Linked DNA regions of Mus musculus: region 1 is linked to region 2. The links are chromatin contacts, called in public promoter capture Hi-C maps. All regions are on one chromosome and are shown on one strand. The core of a region is the stretch at or near the end of the contact, and the rest is flanking DNA. Distances in the headings are between cores, read along the strand shown.

The links. Promoter capture Hi-C pulls out the DNA fragments that hold promoters and counts their contacts.
Region 1: a promoter capture Hi-C map of pre-B cells shows a contact between it and region 2, with 7 times the contacts expected there. The contact joins the promoter of Trim26 here to the promoter of Ier3 in region 2. A contact is called at or near these places in 2 of 39 promoter capture datasets (hippocampal neurons and pre-B cells) and 1 of 115 datasets of contacts at active chromatin or transcription factors (pancreatic cancer cells).

The regions. Positions count from the first base shown.
Region 1 is chr17:36,833,750-36,839,756 of GRCm38.p6, reverse strand. Trim26 (tripartite motif-containing 26) reads right to left here and starts at 2,611. Exons shown (of 10, transcript NM_001025599.3): 1 at 2,493-2,611; 2 at 2,185-2,292.
Region 2 is chr17:35,819,617-35,825,175 of GRCm38.p6, reverse strand. It overlaps Ier3 (immediate early response 3), which reads right to left and starts at 3,463. Exons shown (of 2, transcript NM_133662.2): 1 at 3,248-3,463; 2 at 2,265-3,138. The coding sequence starts at 3,457. The coding sequence ends at 2,866. It overlaps Flot1 (flotillin 1), which reads right to left and starts at 1,819. Exons shown (of 13, transcript NM_008027.2): 1 at 1,675-1,819; 2 at 1,313-1,369; 3 at 974-1,049; 4 at 807-897; 5 at 467-610; 6 at 224-343. The coding sequence starts at 1,355.

The DNA.
Region 1 (6,007 bases), core at 1,362-3,861, 1.0 Mb before region 2:
ACTGATTTCAGCAGCAACAACAACAACAACAACAAAAGCACTATTGGACTGTAATCCAATCTTGCAAGTATCAATACCTGCAAGTCCATACTGATATAAAGAGATGAACAAATTAATGAAGTGGACACATTTCCCACAGGGAATAATTTAAAATCCGTAACTCCCTAATTCCTTAGATGAACAAAGTGACTTCCTTCCCAGTAATACTGTATGCAAAGGGAAAAAACTGCAATGCAAAACTTGACAATGTAGAAAACCAGCAAACACTCAGCTGGGTGAGGAGGGCTGCACCTAAATCTTGACATGAAATCCTTACTAAGCTGTGCTGAATATGGCAACTTAACTGTATTCTTTAACACACAAACCCAATCTTAAGAGTGGCTCTCAGAGTATGAACTACCAACCAAAGAACATACACACGGGCTGGACCTAGGCCTCCTCCCTCATATGTAGCAGCAGATGTGCAGCTTCATGTGGGTCCTAATCAACTGGAGCTGGGGCTATCCCAAAAGCCCACGTGTAGGATCTGTTCTAGCTAGGCTGCCTTGCCGGCCTCAGTGAAAGAGGAAGCACCCGGCCTCTCAGAGACTTAAAATGTTGGGGGTTGGAGGGGACACCCAGAGTCATCGCCTACCCCAGAGGAGAAGGGAAGGAGGGATAGGGGAAGGACTGTGGGAGGGGGTGACCTGGAAGGGGGCAGTGAACAGGATGTAAAGTGAATAAGAAAAATAAATAAAAAAAAATAGTAAGATATACCATACAAACACACATCCAAGTGTTTATATCAGAATATGCTTCAAAAGTCCACGTGAAAAAGGCTTGTTCTGCTGGGCGTGGTGGCGCACGCCTTTAATCCCAGCACTCAGGAGGCAGAGGCAGGCGGATTTCTGAGTTCGAGGCCAGCCTGGTCTACAGAGGCTTGTTCCTTGCATCAGCACTACTGAAAACCAATTCAGACCTTACGAGGTGTACCACTTTAGGACACTGAGATAGCATCATAGAAGGGGGCTGTGGCATGCTGATGTATCTCTTTCTCCTCTCTTCCTGCCTATTACATGAGTGGTTTTGTTCTTCTGCGCACTGCTCTCTCTGTGCCTGCTGCCTCATGGTAGGCCCAGATCAACAGGTACCAATGGGTCATATGCTGCAACTTCTAAGCCTGTGAACCAAAATCAACCTTTCTCCTCGTGTGTTCATTATCTGAGGTATCCATTACATAAGTGTCTCTGAAAACTCTGAAACCAAATCTAAAAACCAATGCAGTGCAGCAACCTGGGTGAGAATATGGAGGGATAAGGTGAAAAGGAAAAGGTGAATAAATATAGTGTGTGGACTTTGGCCAATAATAATGTGTTATTTGTCAATGAAAGGAAATCAGTTGGGAGTTATAGACACTTCACACACTGTTTTCTCAATTTTTTCTGTAAATGTACAACTGTTCTAAAAAAAATTAAGTGTATTCAAAAGTGTGGGCAGATGCCTGTAATCTCTGTAATCGAAGCACTCGAGGCAGGAGGCTAACCTGGGCTGCCATGGTCAGTTTCAGACCATTTTGGATACATGGAGACACCCTGTCGTTGTCATCACCATCGTCATCATTATCAAATTTAAAAGTTGCAGTTTTAAAGGCATTAATGAAAGCTTTCTTTTAGAAAAATATGGGTTTGTTTGTTTGTTTGTTTTAACTTGGGAGGAATACTCTAGGCATCATGAATCCATCTCACTAACAAGGGGTTCAGGCATGCATGAACGAGCGCATGTCATTCTTCCCTTCTTTGAAACACACACAAATGGTTGTGTTGTCAAAATCTGGAATGTACGGGGAATTGTTAAGTGTCTCCTCCTATTCACTTCCCAAAGTTAAATTCATACATTTCTTTTCTTTTCTTTTTTTTTTTTTTGGGTGGGGGTGGGGGTGGGGGTCAAGACAGGGGCTCTCTTTGTAGCCCTGGTTATCCTAGAATTCATTTAGTCTGTAAACCAGACTGGCCTCTAACTCCCAAGCACTGGGTGTAAAGGCGTGCACCAGTCCACAGCCAGGTTTATACTTTCTTTTCCTAAGCTAATTAGGTAGTAAAATCATCAGTGATAACGAACGCACAGCTCTTGGTACAACTAGCTAAACCAGTTTACTCTGAGGATAAATAAATAAAAAAAAAATAAACAGATACATAAATATAAGACCTGCTTCTGGTCATGCAGGGCTCCAAGCCACCAGGTGGAACGTCATCCGGGTCCCGCTCACTTCTGGCTCTGGGGACTGGAAGAGACTGAAGTAAGTCTGGGTTGGACCTGAGGAGGAAGGAACACGGCGAGCTCAGGGCGAAAGGCCCAAAGGCGAGCCGGGGACGCGGCGCTCACGCGAGCTCGCCGTCCCGCGCGCCCGGGCCTGGTTAGCCCTGCCCAGGGCCCGCGGCCGCCTTCGCTGTCCCCACCCGGGTCGCACGGCGGCCGCTCCTCCGCGTCTCCTCACCAGTGCAAACCGCACTCACCCGCGCCGCTCTCCGGGCCGGGTCACTCCTCTCCCTGGAGCTGCTCCGCGGGGTAGGTCCTGAGCAAGCAGCCGGCACCACAGTCTCCCCGCCCAGCAGTCTCCGGGAGCTCCGGGCCCTCCGCCGAGATTTCTCTGGGACCAGCCCTGGGATTGGCTCTTGCCAAACTCCATCCTCCAATGGGAACTTCAGGATTCTTGACGTCACTGATCACTGGGCAAATCCCCAGGCAGCGGCCAAAGAGGTGAAGCGGCCGGGCCCGAGAAAAGGAAAGTGAAATCGGAAGCGGCCAGTGCGTCACGGTTGTCTTCCAGCTGCTGAGGTCGCGCGAGGCCTCGTGTAGGTTAGGGTGCTGAAGCCCCCATAGCTTTCGAGACCCCATTTCTGATTCCCTGCGGTTAGGGGTGGGCTGGGGTGTCTGCAAGGGCTGGGTTTTAGATGGGGTTTCCTCCTCAGGGCCTGCCTCTAACTAAGATCAGACCAGTCTATCAAGTTTTTCCAAGATCCATCACAAATATCATTTTCGAAGCTCCTGGCTAGGATGAACCATTTTTGACAACTAGCCTTCCTTACACAAGGCAGGTGCTGTTCCTGCTGTACAGAACAAAGTAAACACACATACACATTCCACACTCCACCCCACACCACAGTGATAGTTCAGTGGGTAAAGATGCTTGCCACCAAATCAGATGACTGGCTTTCAAATCCCATATCCCCCACATGATGGGACATGAGAACATCTATTCTGGTTGTCCTCTAAGCTCCACAAGCACATGCACTCTCCACCTACGCTAAATAAATAAATGCAAAACATTTAAAGATCCTGGCGCTAGGGAAACCGAGGCATTAGAGTTCAATACCAGCCTGGGCTACGAAGGGGGAATTTGTTGAAAACTGAGAAAAACTACAGAACCTGCAATATCTGGTACTGAGGCCCTCTACAGGAGCTTTGAGAGCCTCCTGCAGCTCCACAGCCAAGGACTCGACCACGCCCACTAGCCTGAAAGCCCTTTTTGCACACAGCTTTCTGCTCTGCAGGAAATCCACAGTTCCTGCTACTTCCAAAGAAGTAGTCCGAGCTGCAGGAGGGCTCCGAGTCCTAAGTCCTAACATTTCACCAACATATGGGGAGTGCTTTTGAGTTTCCTGTGAGCTGTTGTAGGGGGTGGAGCGGAGTTCTGGATGCCTGTGCTCTGGACTTTGATCTCAGCACACCCTAAAATCACTAGATACCTGCTCTTTCAGTTGATATTGGGGGTGGGAGCTTTGTTTTGTTTTGTTTAGAGACAGAGTCTCACTATGTAGCTCTGGCTGTCCTGGAACTCGCTCTGTAGACCAGGCTGCCCATATTCAGTACCGGTTCTTCCCACTCTGCCTGCGTTTCCCTTATATCTACAATAAAAATCTTCTCCATACTTAAGGAATAGTCACAGGGAGTACCTCAACGATGGTCAGAGCCAAGGAATGCTGCCAAAAAAAAAAAAAATCATATTACACAACAGAGCTCATGAAAAAGATTTATTGGAAGTGGAGTGAGAAGCAGGGCAGGCTGTGATGGTGCAGGCTTTATAATATGGGGTATGGAACATGCATATAGTGAAAATGCAGGACAGTGGCGAAAGTGAAAAAAAAGCCAGGTCCCATTGGTCTTTAGTAATGATGAGGATTGAAGGGCAGGGGATAGGGGAGCTTGGTTTTGGAAATGTGGGTGACTCTCGGTTGACTAACACTTGTTTTTTCATTCACTGTCTAAATGGGTAACCCACCATACATTAATCTATTTTGATTTATTTATGCATGTCTCATACACTGATAGTGGGTTTTTTTTTTGTTGTTGTTTTTTGTTTTTGGGTTTTTTGTTGTTGTTTTTTGTTTTTTTGTTTTTTTGGTTTTTTTTTTTAGATGTGGGTGTGGAGAGATGGCTCAGAAGTTAAGGGCAATTATTCTCGTAGAAAACCTGGATTCCACGCCCAGCAACCATAAGACAATTCACAACTGCCTTTAATTTCAGATCCAGGGGATTCTAGACTCTGATCTCTTTGGGCACCAGGCATACAGACAGGTCAGGCCCATACACGCATGCGGGTGAACTACTCACATATAAAATAAACAAATAAGCCAGCCATGGTGGCACACTGTTGCAGGATGTTTGATCACACCGTTAACCCTGTGAGACTGCGTTGTTCACTGGAAAAACCTGTTTCTGGTTGTGGTGTGGCTCAGCCTTGGCACACACCTTTTTTCTCAAACAATGAAGGTCAAGTTAGTCGAAGGAAGCACCTATGTTTGAAAGTGATGTCTAGTTGAGTGACAGACAAAGTGACGAATCAAAGAAAGATTTGACAGAGTAGGATATGCCCATCTCTCATGAGAACAGAAAGGAAAGTGAGACCGCATAAGAGAGTGCAGAAAGAGAGAAGGTAGTTTTACCAGGAGAGTTTTACAGAGACAGGTTGAAGAGAGATAAGCTAGACACAGGTGAAGACAGAACGATTCAGAGAATGAGAAGAAACCAGAAGATCAGAACAGATTACCTGAGTTAGTTTGAGGCCAAGCAGAGCAAAAAGTCAGAGGATGAGAGAGAAGCCAGACTAATCTGTCAGCTTGGAGAGGAGTTTGAGCCAGAACAGTTGAGTTGACCAGCCAGCCAGAGTTCAGTAAGCCTCCATCTGAGATGACAATTACACCAAGTGAATAAAAGTTACTTTTACAGTACATAGGCTTTAACCTCAACATTCTGGAGGCAGAGGCAGGTAGATCTCCGAGTCTGAGGTTAGCATGGTCTACAGATTGAATATCAGGATAGCTAAGCCTGAACTGAGAAACCTTGTCTTAGTTAGGGTTTTTCTGCTGGGAACAGACACCATGACTAAGGCAAGTCTAATAAAGGACATTTAATTGGGGCTGGCTTACAAGTTCAGAGGTTCAGTCTATTATTATCAAGGTGGGAGCATGGCAGCATCCAGGGAGGCATGGTGCAGGCAGAGCTGAGAGTCCTGCATCTTCATCTGAAGGCTGCTAGTGGAAGACTGACTTCTTGGCAGCTAGGATGGGGATCTTAAAGCCCATGCCCATAGTGACACACCTACTCCAACAAGGATACACCTCCTAATAGTGCCACGCACTGGGACAAGCATATACAAACCATCGCAAACCTTGTGTTGAAAAGCCAACCAAAGTGTTTCATATGTGTGTATGCATGCATGTGCATCATGTGTATGCCCAGTGCCAGTGGATGCCAGATGAAGGCATCAGATTCTCTGGAACTAGAATTACAGGCTGTTGTAAGAGGATGAAATGGGTGCTGGGAGCTGAACCCAGGTTATCTCCAGGAGAGCAAATGCTTTTAATGCTGAACCATCTCTCCAGCCCCCAAACCATCTTGTTCATTTCTTTGTAACCATGTGCACTTTCTGTCCTCCTCCCATTTAATGAAGTCTCATGGGAATTGCAAAAAGGTTGTTGTCTCTCTGAAAGACCCTCACGTAACCACTGCCCAGTCCTACACTAGAAGG
Region 2 (5,559 bases), core at 2,214-4,713:
GCTGGGATTAAAGGCCTGCACCACCACATCAGGCTGTTTTGTTTTGAGACAGGATCTCATCTCATAGCCAGGGCTAGTCCGGAACTCATTATGTAGCCCAGGCTGGAATGGAATTCATATGTAGCCCAGATGACCTCCTGCTTTAGGCCCCCACCCCGCCCCCACCCCAGTGTTGGGATTATAGGTGCCAGCTATCAAGTCTGCCTCGACCGACTATTTTTACCTGGTCATCATGAATATCCTTCAAAGTGTAGCTAACCACGCTGATACCCATGTTGACCAGGTCGGAGGAGGCCACTTTGAAAACCTGCTCTGAGAATTTCTGTCTATCCTTATAGATCTCCTACAGAGAAAGAACAGTAGGAAGAGGGCAGTCAGATTCATCACCTGTCACAGGTGAGCTGGTCTGTCATGGTCTTCTCATCCTGACATGCCACCCAGGTTTTCTCCTGTCCCCTGGCCCTACCTCCACAGTCATGTGGGCCATGATTGCCCTCTGGTGGCCTTCCAGTGTCTCCAGGGCAATGTGGGCAATCTCCGCCTCTGTCTTCCCCAGGAACATCTGGCAGGCAGCTGCCAGCATCTCCTTGTTCTGGCCCTGGATTTTCACCTGCGGCCGTAGTAGAGATAGAAAGGGTATGATGGTGGAAGCAAGGAGAGGAGGAGCAAGAGCTAGGGGTCTTGGGGGCGGCGGCTGAAGGTGAGACCAGCGGAAAGACAGAGTTGAGAAGTCCACGGCCAGAGGTGCTTAATGGCCAGGAGAAAGGTGGGGGTGGGCTTTGGGAGGAAGGCTCTGAGAGCCTCACCTGGGCAATGCCCGTGACTGAGATGGGGACCCCGTGGCGGGTATAAACCTTTTCACTCTTGACATTGAGGGTCAGTGTGTTGAGAGAGATCCTAGGGGAAAAGGAGCAGACAGTAAGAGAGAGAGAGAGGAAAATGGGTTCCCTTCCTGGGTTCTGTTGCTACCTACCTCTGGATTTGCTGAATGCAGGGTAGGACAAACACTCGGCCTCCGGCCACCATGACTGGGGGGCTCCTGCAGAACCCTGTATTGTGGGGGCATAATGTGACCGTGGCAAAGCTGAAGACCATTGGGGTAAAAGGTGGAACGCCCATGAGGAGAATCTGGATGCTGGGGTGGGGGTGGGGGTGGGGAGAATTCTATGCTTTGGAGGCTGGGAATCACAGGTGGTTTGTGGCCGTCGCAGGCAGAACGTAAGGGCTGGGAAGCTGGTGCGGACAGGAGGGGGCATAGGTCAGGTTTAAGGGAGGGCGTGGGGTGGGTGTCACTGGCTGGGAGGAGACTTACCGGAGACCACCATGGCCTCATTTGGGCCACAAGTGAAAAACATGGTTGAAGCTGCAGCTGGAGAGGAATAGAGAGGAAGCCTTTGCAAAGGGGAAGGGGCCCTGTGGCACCTCCTTACCCTCCTATCAGGAGCACCAACTGCCTCTGCCACCGCCCAGTCCCTTGAGCGCCCCTGTGACAGTCCTAAGACACCCCCCCCCCGGACTTCTTCCTCTGTGCCAGTTGATTCTCACAGTCTTCCTCTCACCGCGCCCCCTAGCCCCTCTACCACACAAAGCTCTCCCGCGCCCAGGGGTCTGCAGCAGTTCCGCAGCCTCCAGGCTCTTCAGTAGCCCAAGGCTCCGCCTCCCATCCCCACTCACCTTCCGGAACGTCCCCGTAAGCAACCCCACCGGGGTCTTGAGAAGCGCGGAGGCCCGCAGAACCCCAGAACGGGGTGGGGACTGCTCGGACACCCGGCTTAGTGGAAGCTGCACTTGCGCCCCCCACCCGGCCGCACCCTGTTGCAGCAACAGACGCGACCCCGCCCCCTCCCAACCCCTCGGTCCGCCCCTTTCCCGGCAGGCTCCGCTCGGGTCCGCAGCACTACAGTTCTCGGCAGCCCAGGGGGATGCCAGACATTCTCCCCCCCACCAACAACCAACCCCCCCCCCCCCCCGCTCGAAGCATTGGCGTGGAAGCTCCGCCCCCAACCGAGGCCACGCCCTTCCACTCTGGTTCCTGAATACCCGCCGCCTGCCATGAGTAAGCAGGTTGCCACACCACTCTCTAACTGGGAAAACCGCACACCCAGCAATGTATGACTGCATCCGGTGACCGGATATAGGTCTGTAACTCCAAGAAAGAGTTCAGGACCCAAGAAAGGGTGAGGACTGGGCACCTAGTCACATCCTCCCGCCACTCCCCCCTCCCCCCCGCTTGAATGATACACTTCGAGAACTGCAGATAATAATGACAGGCAAATCAAGTTTATTCGTGTTCACAGAACATACATACTAGGCGACCCCAGACAGCCGCCCTCTGACAATCCATGGACCCAAGACTCCTGCAGCTGCCCCTGAGAAGCAACCAGAAGACATCAAAGGCCGGATTCCCAAGGGTCTTCCAAAGCCTTACAACAGACTACAGAGTTGAAGTGCTGGAAGACGGAGTGTTACCCCTAATCTTATTACACCCCCCCCAGACTAATCCCCAAGCTGGGAGTCCTACCACCCGGGTCCTCCCTCCCACAACTCTGTCTTACCGACCCTATAAATCGTAATAAATATCTGTGTTACAGCAGGGAGGCATATCTCGCACCCCTGCATAAGTTAGAATAAATATTACATACACCCCTCCTTCACCTAGGAGGATATACATAAATACATAAATATTAATTAGACACGGAGAAAGTCTCTGTCCGTCCCCAGTGGGCCTAGCCAGGACCCGCGGTGTCTCTTGGCGGTAGTGTTCTGAGTTAGCGTTGCCTTAGAAATCCCAGTTTGGGATACGTTCTCTCGCACCAGGTACCCATCCATGGTGCCTTTGTTTCTTCGGACTGTGACCCATCGCGTTTAGAAGGCCGCCGGATGTTGCTGGAGAAAAGCTTTAAGATCCAGCGCATAGTCCGAGGACTCCGAGGTCAGGTTCAAAGGCTCGAGGACCGGGGGCGCAGTAATGGGCGCAGAAATGGGCTCAGGTGTCACGGCGCTGGTAGCATCCTCCGGAGCCAGGGGCTGCGACACACCCTCTTCAGCCATCAAAATCTGGCAGAAGATGATGGCGAACAGGAGAAAGAGGACCCTCTTGGCAATGTTGGGTTCCTCGGTTGGTAGCTGGCGCCGGACCTGAGCAGATAAAAGAGGGAAACGTCAGATCGAAGGTCCCTGCGCCTAGTTGTTACCTACAAGTTCCAGGGCGACGCGACCTCCTGATGCCCACTCGGGCGATACTCACCACTCGAGGGTAGAGCACCCTTCGGCTGCGTTTTCGGTGCCCGCGAGAAGTGTTCAAACGCGCGGTGGACACCACGGCCCGCTCCGGGAGAGGGTCGAAGGTGAAAATTTCGGGACCAGAGCCCCGCCGGAGTTCCGGGCCGGTGGAGGGAGCTGGAGAAGGGGCCCTCAGGCCAGTCATGGTGTGGAGATGGTTGCGCGAGTGGCACATAATTTAGACGTTGTGCAGAGAGTGTAGAGGAGTGCAAATCCCCCGCAAAGCAGAGCTACTTATAGAGCCAAAGAAGGGGCCGGGCCGGGGGGAACTCCGCCCTTCGCAGCTGGGGAGCAGTTGGCTGCAAGGGGCTGGAAATTCCAAGGAGGAAGCAAAATGTAGGCGGAGCCTTGATTGGTTATTCTCTAGGTGCCCCAGTGCACGTTCTTTCCTGGGAGTAGTGAATGCTTGTGGGTAAAAACATTGGGAGTAAGCTCACGTCCGGACATGAGGTAGCTAGAGAGGGGCTCTCAGACACGTAGCAGATGGTCCAGCCACCCTCCTTAGTGAAGTCCAGCAAGATCAAGGGACCACAGAAAACACATTCACGTACTTACTTGGAGGTATGCGCAGGAAACAGGAGGGAAGTCATTGCACAAACTTCCAAGAAGATAAAGAACACACTAGAACCCACAGACCGGGCTCTGCCTGCCTCCGTTCACGTGAAAACCATACACACATCACAGAGATTTCAACAGAGCACACGGACACAAAACTGCAATGGTTACTTAGGGACACTCCCGAGACGCTATTCAAAGGGATAGAGGGAAGACAGGAAGTCCGAAGCTCCTGCCTTTGCCCCATACTAGGTGGGTCACAAAATAAGTGAAGTTTCTAAAATTATGAGACTTTGTGCCCGTCGTCAATAGCACCATTAGGAACCCACGGGATCCCCGTAATGCTTGAGAGACCGCTTTCCCTGAACACAGAAGTCAACATTTCTGAGCACCTCTAACAGTCCGAGTGAAAGTGTGGTGGAAACTACCCATCACAACATGAAACTTCAGCCCTCTTCCCAGCCTGCCAAGCGGAGGCAGGAAGACACAGCAAAGCAAGCTCCAGTTTCAAACGACAAACAAACAAACAAACCAAAACCATAACATAGAAGGGGGGGGGGGGGAGACACTGGTGGCACAGTTCTTAAGAACACTGCTGCTTTTGCAGAGGACCTGGAATCAGTTTCCAGAACTCAAGTGGCATCTCGCATCCAGTCCCAGGAGATCTGATGCCCTTTTCCCTTTTTGATCTCTGTAGGCATCTACATGCATGTGGTACACATACATACTCAAAGACAAAAGACTCATATGCATAAAGTAAAAATGAGACATATCGCTGGGCGTGGTGGTGCATGCCTTTAATCCCAGCACTTGTGAGGCAGAGGCAGGTGGATTTCTGAGTTTGAGGCCAGCCTGGTCTACAGAGTGAGTTCCAGGACAGCCAGGGCTATACAGAGAAACCCTGTCTCGAAAAACTAAAAAAGAAAAAAAAGAAAAAAAAAAGAGAGAGAGAGTAAGAGAGATATCTTAAAACAAACAATTTGGGTGAGATGGCTCAGTCTGATGTCCTGAGTTTGATCCCTGGGATCCACGTGGTCAAAGAAGATAACTAATTCTTAGAAAGTCACCCTCTGACTCCCATACGTGGTCACATATGCCCACACATACACACTCCCGAATAAGCAATTGAATTATATATGAATATATGTGCACTCTTGAGAGCTCCGAGCTCAGTTCCATGAGAGGAAAGCAAGCCAGGTAAATCTGTCACTTTGGTCTGAAAGATTTTATCCCCTGGACTTAGGAGGGAACCATGACCAGACTCTTCTGATGGGGACCCTGAGGAGTTAGTGTTCACATCTGACTCATAGTAAGGGAGGCTTCAGTCAGGGGTGACATTTGAGATGACCCGTTAGGTGGGATATGACACATGCAGATGTAAAGGGTGACTGTAAAAAAAGAAAAAAGAAAAAAAAGAAAAAAATCAGCAGAGGCTCAAAGCTGGAAAAGTACAGGATTGATTTGGGGGAATCTCAAGAAAAGCCACCTCACAGTAAGTTTCCTGTGTAGGAGTCATGGAAAGTGCTAACAGTGGGATGGTGGGAGAGGAGCTGGGCAGAGAGGAGAGCTCACCAGACAGGCTGAAAACCCACGTTTGACCCCAGATCATAGAGCACAGGCCAGGAATAAGAGCAGTCTAAACTGGAAGCTGCCTGGGATGAGGACCATGCCCCCGAGGGGAAGAATATGAGGGGCAACAAGCTACTGTAGGGACCTCGGGCA